Linked DNA regions of Mus musculus: region 1 is linked to region 2. The links are chromatin contacts, called in public HiChIP or PLAC-seq maps. All regions are on one chromosome and are shown on one strand. Each heading gives the region's core, a stretch centred on a gene start, on an enhancer-like site or on the middle of the called end of the contact. The rest is flanking DNA. Distances are from core to core; before and after follow the strand shown. Region 1 has its middle 11 kb from the start of Gm51916. Region 2 has its middle 7.6 kb from the start of Gip.

Evidence for each region. HiChIP or PLAC-seq counts read pairs in DNA pulled down with a chosen protein or histone mark.
Region 1: an H3K27ac HiChIP or PLAC-seq map of embryonic stem cells shows a contact between it and region 2, with 2.6 times the contacts expected there. The contact joins two enhancer-like sites. A contact is called at or near these places in 2 of 39 promoter capture datasets (hippocampal neurons and liver) and 2 of 115 datasets of contacts at active chromatin or transcription factors (embryonic forebrain and embryonic stem cells).

Annotation. Positions count from the first base shown.
Region 1 is chr11:96,995,509-97,003,335 of GRCm38.p6, forward strand. No RefSeq gene overlaps it. Among named protein-coding and RNA genes, the nearest start is that of Gm51916, 11 kb to the left of the region's middle. Within about 2 kb of position 2,018, at least 139 of the 459 cell types and tissues checked have an H3K27ac peak or open chromatin away from gene starts, as enhancers often do. A contact at or near this core is called in embryonic stem cells, where this site is marked.
Region 2 is chr11:96,013,306-96,020,586 of GRCm38.p6, forward strand. No RefSeq gene overlaps it. Among named protein-coding and RNA genes, the nearest start is that of Gip, 7.6 kb to the right of the region's middle. Within about 2 kb of position 4,961, at least 89 of the 459 cell types and tissues checked have an H3K27ac peak or open chromatin away from gene starts, as enhancers often do. A contact at or near this core is called in embryonic stem cells, where this site is marked.

The DNA.
Region 1 (7,827 bases), core at 768-3,267, 980 kb after region 2:
GCCTGAGAGGGGAGGTTGGGAGGAAAGCTGAAGAAACTGTCTGGGTCAGGGATGGACCTGGGAGAGCAGAAAGGCACGTCGTTGGATGCTTTGCCTGCGGAATGGCTCCTGTGGAACTTGCTTAGAGCCGTGGGAGAAGAGAGTCCTCAACCTGGAAGAAAAGCCCTGACCTGGCGATAGAGACACAGTCCTACCCTGGTGGGAACTCTTTGCTCTCTGAGGCCTCTAGTATTTGCAGAAGGCATAACCTGCATCTTTGAGAGGGTCAGAGTCGAATGGGAAAGACAGGTCTGCCTCCAGCTGGGTCACAGGGGGGCCGTGTAATGTCGCCAGTAAGTTAGGTGTTCCAAGGCAAGCACTGAAAACTAGGGAGCCTTTTACACAGAGGGGACTTGATACACAGGAATGACCAGAATCCAGAGGGGTAGCCAGAGGAGGCTTCCAGGAGACAGTCGGTCGGAACACAGAAACAAACAAAAGATTTTTATTTCTGCATTGTGAGTGTTTTGCTTCCGTGTATGTTTTGTGCACCACGTGTGTTTCTGGTCCCCAAATATGCCAGAAAAAGTTGTTGGGTCCCCTAGAACTGGAGTCGCAGTCAGTCATGAGCTATCACATGCGCACTGAGGCTCAGCCCCTGGTCTACTGGAAGAGCAGCCGGTGTTCTTATCCACCGAGCCATCTGTAAGTCCGGCTGGCCAAAAAAATATGCAGTGATTCTCCTGCCTCAGTCTCCAGAGAGCTTCAATTACAGGTTGAGTCACCATACCCTCCTTGAACACGGTTCTGAAGATAAAGACAGGACTAGGGAGGTGAGGGGGTTCACCCTCTGTAGTGCAGAGGGTAATGTGGGGCCATAGGCTCCAGGGGCCTCCCAGCAGCAATGCTGGAGGGGGGTGATACAGGAGAGGATCCCACATAGGAACCGCCCCCCACCCCCTTCAGAGATGACCACTTGGCATTCAGAGAAATGGGCTCAGAGAAGAAAGACAATGCTCGCTCAAGATCACCTAGCAGCTAACCACAAAGCGGAAGCCAGAAACCAGACTTCAAGACTCCTGGGTGCTCTACCCTCTCCAGCTGGCATATGCTTTGATAGCCTAACCTAGGGCTGTTGTCAGAAGGTTCCAGAAGCCTGTCATCCTCAGAGTGGGCTGTTAGAGCAGGGGAAAGTACCTTAATCTCTTCAGGCCTCTTTTTCCCCATCTGTACTTTGGGCTTTCATCTAAAGAGGGGAAGTCCTTCTCTGGGGGGCATGACGCTGACAGGGTTTGCAGGGTTTTGGTAGGTAGGTAGGGATGGATGGATTGATGGACAACGGGGAGGCAAGCAGGGACCAGGGAGGAAAGGGATTTTCTCCCAAAAGAGCTTGATTTGAGAATTAAGGGTGAGAGAAAAAGAGAAGGTAGATTTGCATGTGATTTACATGTCAATTGTGTGAATTCCAGGCCACGTGTTCTCTGGAATCTCCCTGGCTCCTGCTCCCTTGGCTGTGGTTTCCCCACCTGCTCGAGAGCCTCTTGGCTGCCCCTTGTGTGGCCATAGCTGGGGAAAGTGGGTTCATCAATTGGCCACTGGCTTCCCCAATACCAACCAAATTTCCTTAGATCCTTCCTAAGGCCTGGTCCGCAGCCTTCCTCACTTCCCAGCGTGGCTCCCAGGAGGTCCCCCTTAGGCTTGGTGGAAGACTCGGGGACTGGCTCAGGCTAGCCCGGTGCTCAGCACTCCGAGGCCTCTTGCCTCTCTGCCTTTCCCTACGGAGACCCCCGGGAAGAGCAACTCAGCAGGAGCCCCGCGGGGCCTTGCCCTGGCCGCTGCCCTCCAGGGCGGGTGAGAGTGGACCCTGAACCCCAACTCGCCGCGCCCTCTGCAAGGCCGGGGTGTTCGGCTGCAGTGGGCCGGCGAAGAGCTGTCCCCTCCCACTGGAGCCAAATAATTGCCTCCTGCTTTGTTGTGTGGTGTCTGGGGCCCGGGGCCTCTCATTTGTGGGGACGTGCTGTGGCGAGAGCCTCCCTGCGTAATTACCCTCCTCCCCATCGCCGCCGCCGCCGCCACTGAGCCTCCTGCGTCCGCTGGGCCTTACTCACCCCCGCCTGGCCGGCCTGCTGCTCCCCCGCGGCCCAGACGCAGGCAACTCCCTCCCGGTCCAAGCTGTCCTTTCCCGGCAGAGAACGTTTCTGCTTCTCTCCCCCCATCCCCCTTCTCCATACAACCAACACACACACACACACACACACACACACACACACACGTCTGGGGAAAAGCAGGGCAGGACAGGGTATTTCTAATCTGAATGCAACAGTCCCTCTTGGGCCTTCACTGGGGCTGACTGAGAAACTGGGTCCAGGGCACGCGCCTCGCTTTGCGCAACATCTGGACAGCTGCACCTGTCGGGGCCTGTCCCCAGTTAAGGCTGGAGCTCCTTACGACCCTGATACCTAAAAGAACACACCCTAGCCAAACTCCTGCCACCGCCCCCCCCCCCGCGCCCCTTTCCCTTTCCCTTTATCCCAGCCACTTGTTTGGTATAAAGGAAAGAGAGGCAAAAAGGAGAAAGAGTGCCCGTGAACACACTCGTGCCTCCAGGAAAATAAAAAAGCTGAGGGGCTGCGGAAAACAAAACAAAACAAAACAAAACAAAAAAAAACTCCCCCAACAAAGAAAAGGTCAAGCAAGGAGGCAAAGGGGGGAATTACAAATTTAGGCACAGAGCAGAGAGATGCAGACGTGCTACTTCTCAAGAAATAGATCGACAGAACAACTCCTGTTCTTGGAATGTTTGATTAAATATTGAGTCTACTTGGCGACTGGACCAATGACATTGAATGGGGGGGGGGGACGACAGCAAGAAGTACCAGGCTGAGCAAAACCATTGTTTGTTTGTTTGTTTGTTAGAGGGTCTCACTATGTGGCCCTGGCTGACCTAGAACTCACAGAACTCTGCCTACCCCTGCTTCCTAAATGTTGGGAATAAAGGTGTGCACCTCCATGACCCATCTAGCCAGCACTCTTTTATTGATTGATTGATTGTATATGAGTACACTGTAGTTGTACAAATGGTTGTAAGCCACCATGTGGTTGCTGGGATTTGAACTCAGGACCTTCGGAAGAGCAGTCAGTACTCTTATCCACTAAGCCATCTCACCAGCCTTAGCCAGCACCCTTAAATGATGAAGAGACAGTTGCAAATCACAATAGGGCTGGGGCATGGAAGTGGGGAGCTGTCCGTCTCTTCTGGGACCAGAACAACCATAAACCATCAGTAAGACAGATGTAGGACCAATGTCTGCAAGCACTTTCCGAGTGCAGAAACCGTTCACTCATCCACAAAGTATTTATGAGCACCGAGCCATGGACCAGACTCACTTGGTGCTTGCTTGAGTACTGAAGAGGGCTGTGGACTCCCGTAGGAGGATGCTCACCCAAGGAGTGACCCCTCTGTTCAATGTGTTACAGATGATAGATTCAGGGAGTTAGAATTTGTCAGGAAACTGTGGAAGGTTCCATTCAGTCAGTGAAGATAAACTTAGTACAGAGGGGGCCGGGGAGTTCAGACCCTGAAAGGGATGACCCTTCCTGAGGTGACACAGGGTGTCCATGTCTGGAATAGCTGTGAGTTCTGAGGTGACAGATAGGAGAAAAAGAAAAGCAGATATTTTAAATATTTGATATCTGGAGCAGGTGCCTGCAGCCCATCCCTGCATGGGAATTAGGGTTCCTTTGCAGTGGAAGCAAGCTGAGGACCCCTGAGGGTGTCCCCACTCCCTTGGCTTCCAGGCTGGCTGGTCTATAGCACCCTGGGATTTTGACTTCAATTCCTCCTTGGACTTTTCCACACCCAGGTTATCAGGAAGTCTAGCTCAAAGCTACCTCCCTCAGTGCAGGGGAGGAAAGCCGTGCCCCTATCCTTTTCCTGGGTGGGGGAGAGACAAGCAGGGATGTCATTACATGAGGTGGGGACATGTGGATCCTTTGCAAACACCCCTGCACCTGTCCCAGCATCCTCTTTTAGACCCTGGGGCAGAAGTGGAAGATGAAAGGGACAGAGCTGACAATGGAATGGCAGAAGAGGGTGACACCCAGACTGGACTGAGTGAGGATTTGGGGAGCAGATAGAGGAGGCGGGGCCGAGGAGAGCTGGACTCCCTTTAACATCAAACCACCCATTGGCTTTCCCCAAAGTAGGAGAGAGAGTGTGACCACGCTGAGTATTGAGTGTAGACTACAATACAATGAGACAGACTTCTGTATCCCATTCAACAGTGAACAACCTCACCTTCCCCACGCATGAGGCCGGAGGTTTGATCTCCAACATAAAGTAGGCATGGTGGTCCAAGCCTATAACCCCAACACCGAGGCCATAGAGGCAAGAGGACCAAAGGTGCTTGGTCATCCTCAGCTATGTAGAGGGTGAGGCCGGTGTGGGCTACATGACATCCTGTGTGTGTGTTGGGGGGGGTGCTTGGGGAGAGATAAAAGATACCTCAGTGGCTAAAAGCCCTTGGCTGTTGTTATTACCGAGGGTCCCAACATCCCCATGGCCCTCACAACCATCTGCAACTCTGGTTACAAGAGATTCAACAGTGTGTCCTGGACCTGGTGGGCATCAAGCAGGCACATGGTTCATTCATATGCAAGCACGCAGGCAAAACCCTCTCACACATAATTCTTTTAAAAAGGTTTTTTTTGAGACAGGGTTTCTCTGTGTAGCTTTAGCTGTCCTGGTACTCACTCTGTAGACCAGGCTGGCCTCAAACTCAGAAATCTGCCTGCCTCTACCTCCCAAGTGCTGGGATTAAAGGCGTGCACCACCACTGCCCAAGCCTTTAAAGAATCATAATACAGTCTTGGCTCTACTTATAAATGTCTTTTGATGTAAATGTCTGTGGACCTATGGTATGTACAGAAAAGTTATCACATCTGTGTGACTGCTAAGTCATAAGTGTGAAGGGGCTTGGGGAATAGCTTTGTGGTAGACTGTGTGTTCAGCATGCTCTGAGCACTGGGTTCCACTCCCCTACCAAACACACACACACACACACACCAGAGGTTTTCACAAAATGGACACACCCAGATAGTAACCCCCACTCAACTCCATTACCAAAGCCTCCTAGCATCGTGCTGGCCCCTCAGGTTACTTAAGCCCCCAAGAAGAAGGAGCCTGTATTCTGACTTCAAAGGGTATAGATTAGGGGTGGCTTCTTTACTACTTTTGATCTTTCTATAACTGGAATCCAGCACATGCTCACTCCTTCTATCTGGCATCCTTCACGGTTGTGAGGTACATCCCCGTGCTTGACCTAGGAGCTCAAGATAACCTCACCGCACACACCCCCAGAGTCTCAGACTCCCCTGATGTTCCCCCTTTTCAGGGCTTGGAGTGAGGCCTCCCAGATCCCAAAGAGAGTGAACACAGGATATCTGGAATTCCTGGGGCGCCTATCCAAACTGAGATCTGGGAACTGAAGGTCCCAGACCACACCCCTCCAAAGGGACTCCAGAGGAAGTCCCCGACCTGGGCGGGGTTAATTAGATGGCGCTTTGAGATCTCAGGATGAAAGGACTGCCTAGGGCCATTGTCCTTGGCCTCTTGTCCAGCTTTAAGGGGGGGGGGGTGGGGAAGGTGCAGCTTGTCCCTTCAGGCCCCAGGCTTGGGACATCAGACATTGGGAGTGGCATTGCCAAGGTCTGGAGGACTCCTGGTTCTGAGATGCATCTGCTCACAGAGGCAGGGAGTCCAAGGCCTAGATATTGAGGAATGGGGAGTCAGGGGGCACCTTCCCTTTGGGGTCCACCCCTCTACCTCCTGGGCAGCGCCCAGACAGCCCGGCTCTGGTGCCGTGTGTGGTTTTAGGATAAGCTGCCGATGCCACCCAGAGCGCCCTGCTGACAGACAAGGATCTCAACCGCTTTCAAAGACGCCCTTTCATCTGCCAGGGCTAATTACACCTGCAGAGCGGGAGGAGAGGGCACTGGAGCCAGCCCCCCCTTCCCCCACCTCAGCTCCCAAGCCCCCTGCCTCAGGAACCCTTCCCCTCCCTCCTCTCTGCCTGATCCAAAACCCTGGCGGCACCTGACAATTAGAGGCTCCTTTAGTGACAAGTGGCCCTGAATTCTAGGAAGGGCCTGTGTGTGTGTACGCATGTATGAAGATTACCCATAAAGGTTGCTGAGATGATGTGGCAAGCAGTGGGGGGTGGGGGGGGGAGCTCCTGAGTGTGGACAGTCAAATCCATCTGTGATAGAGACAGCTTGAGACTAGCAATCTGTGGATGGATGCGGAAAAAATTTCAGAACACAGAGATTGAGCCAATCCCCATAGCACTTCATGGTATCCTCACTGCCACCCCCATCCCACTGCCTCAGTGCACTAATAATACATTCATGGCCAAAAATACCTCATGGTGCCATGTCGAGCTATCTTTGTGCTTCAGTGTGAGCCCAGTGCCTAGAGCTGTAGAGCCTACTACACCAACTGACCCCATAAGACCAGAGAGTGTGCAATGGAGGCCCAGGAATGCAGGGGATCTCGGAACTGTGTGTGTCTCTGGGACGACAAGGCCGAGTGTTGTGGTAAGATTATGAATTTATGAGACCCAGTGAGGGGAGTGTGCTGTGCTCCCATATTTACCCAGGGCGTGTAAGGAACCAGCCATGTCCAGAGTATCTGTCGGCATTGGGATCAGAATGGGCCTCCCCGGGTGAGATGATCCGTGATGGGCGATGATCTGTGGAGTATGTGGCTGAGTGAAGGGGTATGCTAATGTACCTATAGGGATAGCTGAGGATCTACCTGCATGACAGCTCAGGGACGCTCTGCTCTGTTCTCTGTGTGTGAGGTGCCATTGGTGGGAGTACACTCATAAGTGTGGCTACGGCAGAGATTCCGCAGACGGGCATGTGTAGTTCCCAGTCAGGGAATTCTTTGTTCCCCAGACCCCTCACTTCAAAGCAGAGAGAGAAGACATCAGAAGGGGTCATCATCTTGGCAGGCAGGGCAAGTGTCAAGCAGTGGGTACCACCACCATCCTTTACTCCCCTCCCAGTTCAGGAGAACAGGGTCTCCATAGGGATGATGGGCCCAGCCGACTGTGTTGACCTGTGGCCATCTGCCTGTGGATGAGAAACATGGTTATGGATGGTCTGTAGTCATTGTGTGTGAAAGTCTTCATTCAGCCATTAGTGGTTTTCTGGGTCTCTACTTTCAATCTTCTCTATCCCAGGCCGATCCTTGCCCATTGCCACGTATGTACTTAACGGCCAAGAGAGATTGTATATCCTCAATCCTCAGTCTGGGGGTTGCTGAGATAGATTGTGGCTACCCTGTAGCCCTTCACTTCACTCTCTCCATCTCTCCTCCTATGGCTCTGGCGAGCTGTAGGAAAGGCCATCGCCCTGGCTCTGGGGACATTAGTTTTCTCTCAGATGTCTTCAGTTCTTGATTCGGGGCTGGGGGGCTGGGTGATCCACTTTGCAACCCAGTGAGATGGGGTCTGACGGCCCAGCTGAGATCACCAGCCACTGAAGTACGTCAGTGGTGGGTGGGTGTGTTCCAGGCGGCCACACACCTCCCTTTCATCCTTTGTTCCTGCCAGCCCGGCCCATTCCCACCGCAGATTCGCAGATTCTGATTTCCAGCGTGGCGTGTCCGATGAGCAGGCATCTTCGCCCGGACAGATCCCTCTCCCGGCCCTGCCCTCTGCTCACCTCCTCCTCCCAGCCATTCAGTGGGGCAATTGCTTTCAGCTTTGCTCAAGCCTTCTTTTCTCCTTGCCAAGCCTCCAGTGGCCACCCAAAGAACTGTGGGTAAACACAAGCAAGAACTTT
Region 2 (7,281 bases), core at 3,711-6,210:
ATTCCCCAAACCCTCTGGGGTTCCCTTCTCGCTCATATTAGATGGTCCAGCTATCAGTTCTGCCACCAATACTAAGAGAAAGCTGAAAAGCAATTTTTATGGTAATGTAAATTAAACCTAAAATTAAGCAGGTCATGAAAGTAGAATTGGTTTTTAAAAAGAATTCTAGGGGCTGGTGAGATGGCTCAGTGGGTAAGAGCACCCGACTGCTCTTCCAAAGGTCCAGAGTTCAAATCCCAGCAACCACATGGTGGCTCACAACCATCTGTAACAAGATCTGATGCCCTCTTCTGGAGTGCCTGAAGACAGCTACAGTGTACTGACATATAATAAATAAATAAATCTTTAAAAAAAAAAATAAAAAAAAAAATAAAAAGAATTCTAATAATCATTTCTAGGAAGAGCAGAGTAAAATAGTGTACCTTCAATCCCAGCACTCAGGAGACAGAGGCAGGCACACTTCTGTGAGTTCGAGGCCAGCCTGGTCTACATAGCGAGTTCCAAGAGAGCCAGGGTTACGTAGAAAGAACTTATCTCAAAACAAATAATCAAACAATCAAAAAAATTATGAAATAGCTGGGCATGGTGGCACACACCTTTAGTCCCAGCACTCGGCAGGTGGATTTCTGAGTTTGAGGCCAGCCTGGTCTACAAAGTGAGTTTCAGGACAGCCAGGGCTACACAGAGAAACCCTGTCTTAAAAAAACAAAACAAGGGCTGGTGAGATGGCTCAGCAGGTAAGAGCACCCGATTGCTCTTCCAAAGGTCCTGAGTTCAAATCCCAGCAACCACATGGTGGCTCACAACCATCCGTAATGAGATCTGACTCCCTCTTCTGGTGTGTCTGAAGACAGCTACAGTGTACTTACATATAATAAATAAATAAATCTTTAAAAAAAAAACAAAACAAAAAAAGAAAGAAAGAAGTAGCATCCTACATTCCATATGGTTGTATAAAAGAATTTTGTAACCAATTGAATAATCAGGGGAAAAAAAAACAATTTTAAAACAAAAAGGGACATTTTTTAGCCAGGTAGTATGTGTACTCGAGATGCAGAAACAGAGGCAGAAAGATCCCTGCGAGTTCCTGGCCAACCTGGTCAACATATCTAGTTTCAGGACAACCAGGACTATATGGTAGGAAGAAGAAAGGAAGGAAAGAAGAGAAGGAAGAAGGGAGGGAGGGAGGAAAATAAAAGACACTTGAAAAGCAGGGCATGCTGCAATATCTGTAGACATATACAACTTAGCACGGACAGTGGAATGTCTCAAAGGTAGATACAACAGAAGCTTAAGTTCAATCCCCAGGACCCATATAGTGTAAAGAGAGAACCAATTTCTCTTTATTGTTGTTGTTGTTGTTGCTTTTCAAGACAGAGTTTCTCTGTGTAGTCCTGGCTGTCCTGGAACTCACTCTGTAGACCAGGCTGGCCTCGAACTCAGAAATCTGCCTGCCTCTGCCTCCCGAGTGCTGGGATTAAAGGCGTGCGCCACCACGCCCGGCTGAGAACCAATTTCTATAGCTACAAGCACCCACACACCCATCTGCACATGTGCACAGATCCACAATAAAGAAATGTAGCCGGGCATGGTGGCGTACGCCTTTAATCCCAGCACTTGGGAGGCAGAGGCAGGCGGATTTCTGAGTTCGAGGCCAGCCTGGTCTACAAAGTGAGCTCCAGGACAGCCAGGGCTACACAGAGAAACCCTGTCTAGAAAAACCAAAAAAAAAAAAAAAAAAAAAAAGTAATAAAGAGTTTTAATAAAATAATATTTAGTGCAACATGTGTCATAACAAAACTAGAAACCCCTAAAGTTGGGTATAACCACGCCACAGAACAGCCATGAGCAGCGGCCGTGTAGGAAGAGACATGCACCCTCGTGGCTGACTCCCACAGTGACCCAAAGCTCTGGAAGTGAGGAATTACACGCATTATGGTTCTAATTCTATAAGTGCAAGAATGCATAAAACTAAGCAGTAAATTGCTTAGCTATACATGCGGAGGAAGTGAAGCAAAGAAAGTAAGCGAGCACTAGACACCCAAGTGCAGAAGGTGTTTGATCCCTGCAGAGCCAATCAGGGCTGATCATGGAAAGACAAACGAGGTACTTCAAAAAAATATTGAGGTTGTGTGGCAGCTACGTACAGGTTTTTGTTTGTTTGTTTGTTTGTTTGTTTTCAGGAAACTAGGCACGGCTTATAAAGATCTATAATCTTTATCAATTATAGATCGTTCATAGTAGAACCCAGTGTCTGCATGCTTGCAATCTCAACACTTGGGAGGTGTCGGTAAGAGGAGGCTCAGGAATTCACATTCCTCCTCAGCTATCTAGTGGTAAGTCTGAAGGCAGCCTGGGCAACGGGAGACAGAGGGAGAAGGAGGGGCTGAAACTACAGCAATGGAGGGTGGCTGCAAACATGGAACTAGAAACTCTGATAATTCCCTTTAGGAATATTCCTCATTCACCTCCTTTCTCTTTATGAGTCTCTTTCCTTCCCTCTTTGGAGTTTTCAAGATGTCCAGACCGAAACCACTATAGTTTTACGGCCAACTATTAAAATGTCAAATGAATATTCAAATGAGCCATCCAAACATATGCTTATAAACCAAATCAGGAGTTGCTTAGGATCCTTTGCTGTCCCCAAGATGTGATGCTACCAGAATGTCTCCCATTAGCACCCAGAACAGAAGGTTAACTGCAACTCCCCCAGATCAATCCCGGATGTGGCCTGACTTTAGCTAACGGTCTGATTAATTATACATGTCTTCATAGTAAAATGAGATGATGTGCCCTGAGACTCTGAGCCGACAGTACAAATAACAGAGGAACAAGCGGCCAGATTCGCGTGTGGCTCCTATGTCCTGGACCCTGCAGGCAGACACATCTCTCCTCTCAAACCCTGAGCCTTTTATCTCATACACTGTAATCCTCTGGAGGCGAAGCCCCCAAATCTCCTTCATCGGTCCTGGGATTTCTTGCTGTGGGATCACATTCTACAACACACTGGAAACCACAGGGCAGCGTCCACATCACCTCCTCTTCACTGAGAGTATATTGTTTTCACCACACAGACCCTCTGTCAAATCTCCAGGAGCCCCGTGGTTTGAAAAAAAAAATTACCTATCTGAAAACCCCACTGATCGAGTAATAGCAAAGGAGTCTGTGGCCACACAGAACTTCTACTCCTGCAAAATCGCACCAAAAGCAAAGACATTGAATTTTGCCCAGAGGAGCCTGGTAAGGTAGCACACGCCTTTAATCCTGGCATTCAGGATGCAGAGACATGTGGATCTCTGTGAGTTCCAAGACACCCTGGTCTACATAGGGAGTTCCAGGACAGAAAGGGCTGTGAGAAAAAATGAATTTGCCTCTGCAGCCTTGCCGTGTAGGAGCGGACGCCTCAGTCCTGTGAACATCCTGGAGGTCACCTATGGCTTCCAGCATGCCTTTCTTCCCTCTGAGAGTCGGGTGGCTCTGGAGTAGGATTTTAAAACTGTAACTCAGAGACAGTTCTCCTGTTGTCGAATTTTCTGAGGAAGAGAATGCAAAAAACTTTCCAAAATATGGCAATTAACCGTGAAATGGGCTATGTGATTGTTTCTATTACAAATGTGCTCCACCACTGCCCAGGACACTTTTATGACAACAACAGCCACAAGCCACTGGGGGCAGGCAGGCAAGATGAGATGCAGCTTGGAGGGGAAGGGTGCTTGCTTCCAAGCCTGAAGGCCTAAGTTCAAACACCAGGACCCACACAATGGAAGGAAAACTCACTTGCAAAAGCTCTACTCAGACTTTCACACCCTGTGCTGTGTATGTGCCCCTCCCCCCACAATCAAATACATGAAAATTTAAAATGTAGCTCGGTGTGGTGGCACACACCTTTAACCCCAACGTTCAGGAGGCAGAGGCAGGTGGGTCTCTGAGTTCGAGGCCATCCTGGCCTACAGAGTGAGTTCCAGGACAGCCAGAGTTACAGAGAGAAACCCTGTCTCGAGGAAAAACAAACAAACAACAACAACCACAAAACCAATAATGCTAAGCATGGAGATGCATGCCTTTAATCCCAGCACTCAAGAAGCAGAGGTAGACAGAACTCTGGGAGTTCCAGGTCAACCTGGTTTACAAAGCCAAGAGAATTGCAAAGTGAGACAGGGTCTCAAAATTAAATTAAATAAACTCTCTCTCTCTCTCTCTCTTTCTCTCTCTCTCTGTGTGTGTGTGTGTGTGTGTGTGTGTGTGTGTGTGTGTGTGTGTGTATGTGTGTATACTGCCCACAGACGTCAGAAGAGTTTTTCAGATCCCCCACCCCCACCCCACCCCCAAGCTAGAGGCAATCTGTGAGCTCCTGGGCAGTGGGTTTTGTTGTTGAGTGGTTGTTTTTGTTGTTGTTTTGGGTTTTGTTTTTGCTTGTTTGGCTGTATTTTTGAGAGAATATCTCATATAGTCCGGGGTTAGCCTCACAATTCACTACCTAGCTAAAAATGACCTCTGACTCAGGTTTATAGTGCCAGGATAGAACTATAAAGCACCCAGGTTATATAGTGCTAATGAGCAGGGCTTCATTCACACTAGACAGGCAGGCTATCACAGAGCCACATCCCCAGATGGAATAGCTAAGCTGATTCCTGTACCCAACGGGCCGCACCGCAGAAGGCTGTAGGTAGTCCATTCTGTTTTGAAGAGCCAACTGAGTTGGACAATGGGGTAGGGAAATGTGTTAGCGATTGTGCCCTAGGCAACTGGGGAGTAACCGGGGGAGGAGGTCCTTCTGGGAATCCAGGTAAGCAGAGGCATTGTGTCACCTCTGGTCCCCTGCGCTGCAGGAAGTGTAAGGGATCAGAGAGGGACGTGGCTTTCTGAGTCAGCCTCAGAGTTTGGAGAGAAGAGAACTTCAAAAGCAGAGGCCAAGGCAGGGAAGGCCTGTTCTGAGTCAGCCTGTCACTGAGGCACGCTGGGCCTGGAATGTCTGCAGTGTCTGCAGGGGGAGGTGGTGGTGGTGAGTCACCGGTGGGGGCTGGAAGAGTCTGCAAAAGCCCTGAGAGAAAACTCCTGTTTTCTCCTGAGAGAAAGCTCCTGCCCCAACTCAGAATCCAGGAAAGGCCGAGAGGTGAGAGCCTGCTTCGTGCCACAGTACACAACACCCCACCCCACCCCTCTGTGAGAGAGAGAGAGAGAGAGAGAGAGAGAGAGAGAGAGAGAGAGAGAGAGAGAGATTCGCACTGTAGCCCAGGCTAGCCTGGAACTCACTTTATGTATAGGCTAGCCTGAAACATGGAGTAGTTCTTCTACTTCAGCCTTGCAAGTATTACAGGCACGGCCCACCACACCAGCTTCTCTCTACCTTATCTTAAACCTTTAATTTTCAGGGTCCCCTAATATCTCCATCTGCCTAAGTTTAGGGCCAATTAGGGTGTCCTTGAGACTCACATTGCCTACATCATTTGACCCCTCACAACCAAAACTTTTCTTTAGTGAAATAGGCGGGAGGGGACTCTGCTCCCTTCTGACATCCCCCCACCCACCCACACACACAAACACACACATACACACAAACACACAAACACACACATACACACACCTGAAGCCACACAGGATCTAAGCATCAGAGCTCTGCTCCTTTTGGTGTGGTCTGGAATACTGAGCTGCCGCTTGGGTTTATTGAATTATTTTGATCAAGTCGTCCAGCAGGCCTGTGCTAAAGGTTCAAGTGGTAAAGTGTGAACTTAGTTAACATTTGCAAAGTAAGGGGTTTGATCCCCACCCGCAACAATTAAAAGGAAACAATTCTAGCCGGGCAGTTGGAATTAAAGCCATGCCTTTAATCTCAGCACTTGGGAGGCAGAGGCAGGCAGATCTCTGAGTTCTAGGTCCAGCCTGGTCTACAGCGTGAGTTCCAGGACAGCCAGGGCTATACAGAGAAACCCTGTCTCGAACACCCCCCCTCAAAACAAAACAAAACAAAACAAAACAAAACAAAACAAAAGGAAACAATTGGACCATTCCTTTGAAACCTCCAGACACTTCCCAGAATCAGTTTCTCCGCTTTCCTGCCTCCCAAGAGGGGCTTTGGGGACTCATGGGGTGTATGGATTTTCTCTGGTCTTTACTGGCCCTCTCCTCTTGGTTGACCCCAGCCCATGACCTGCCCTTTCCAGAGCCCAGGACACCTCCTCTTTGATTTGCCCATTTCAGGAACATGGGTAGACTTTTGATGGTGTCACATGCCTGCAGTCCCAGCACTGGGGAGACTGAGGTAGGAGGACCAGATGTTTGAAGCCATCTTGAACTACAAAACAAAACTCTCTCCCCAAAACCAAACAAGCCGGGTGCTAGTTCCTGTAATTGCAGCATGAAGGGAAGCCGAGGCAGGAGGATTTCTGTGGGTTAGAGCTGGCCAGCCTAGGCTACATAGTGAGTTTCAGGAGAACCTAGGCTACAGAGTAAGACCCTTTCTCAAACAAAACAAAAACAAATAAACAAAAAGAAAAACGAAGCAAAAAACTGGGTATGGTAGTGCACACCTATAATCCAAACACTTGGGAGGTAGCAGCAGAGAATCAGAAAGTCAAAGCCATTTTTAGTTATACAGCCAAGTTAGTTAGTTTGGGGCCAACCTGGGCTATCTGAGACTTTCTCTCAAACAAACAACGGTTTCCAGGTAGTGGTGGCGCACACCTTTAATCAAAAACAGGGGCTAGAGAGATGGCTCAGTGGTTAAGAGCACTGGCTGCTCTTCCGGAGGTCCTGAATTCAATTCCCAGCAATCACATGGTGGCTCACAAACCATCTGTAATGGGATCTGATGCCCTCTTCTGTTGTGCATGAAAACAGCTACATTGAGAGGCAGAGGTAGGGGGATTTCTGAGTTTGAGGCCAGCCTGGTCTACAAAGTAAGTTCCAGGATAGCCAGGACTGCACAGAGAAACCCTGTCTCAAAAAACCAAAGAAAGAAAGGAAGAAAGGAAGAAAGAAAGAGAGAGAGAGAGAGAGAGAGAAGAAAGAAAACAGCTACAGTGTAATATAAATAAAATAAATAAATCTTTAAAAAACAAAACAAACAAACAAAAACATCAAGGGGCCACCGGGAGATGGTTGCAAAGCTGGCAGAAAGGGAGCGAAGGCTCCATCTCGGATCACAGAGGACTCAGTGGCTCTCATGGTCTTGAAGACTTACCACAGAGCCTTCCTTGACTTTGCCTTGGCATCCGATTCTGGGGTCCAGAGAATGGTATCTCCCATTTTGGGGTACCCTCCACCTCCAGACAGGAGTGCTCA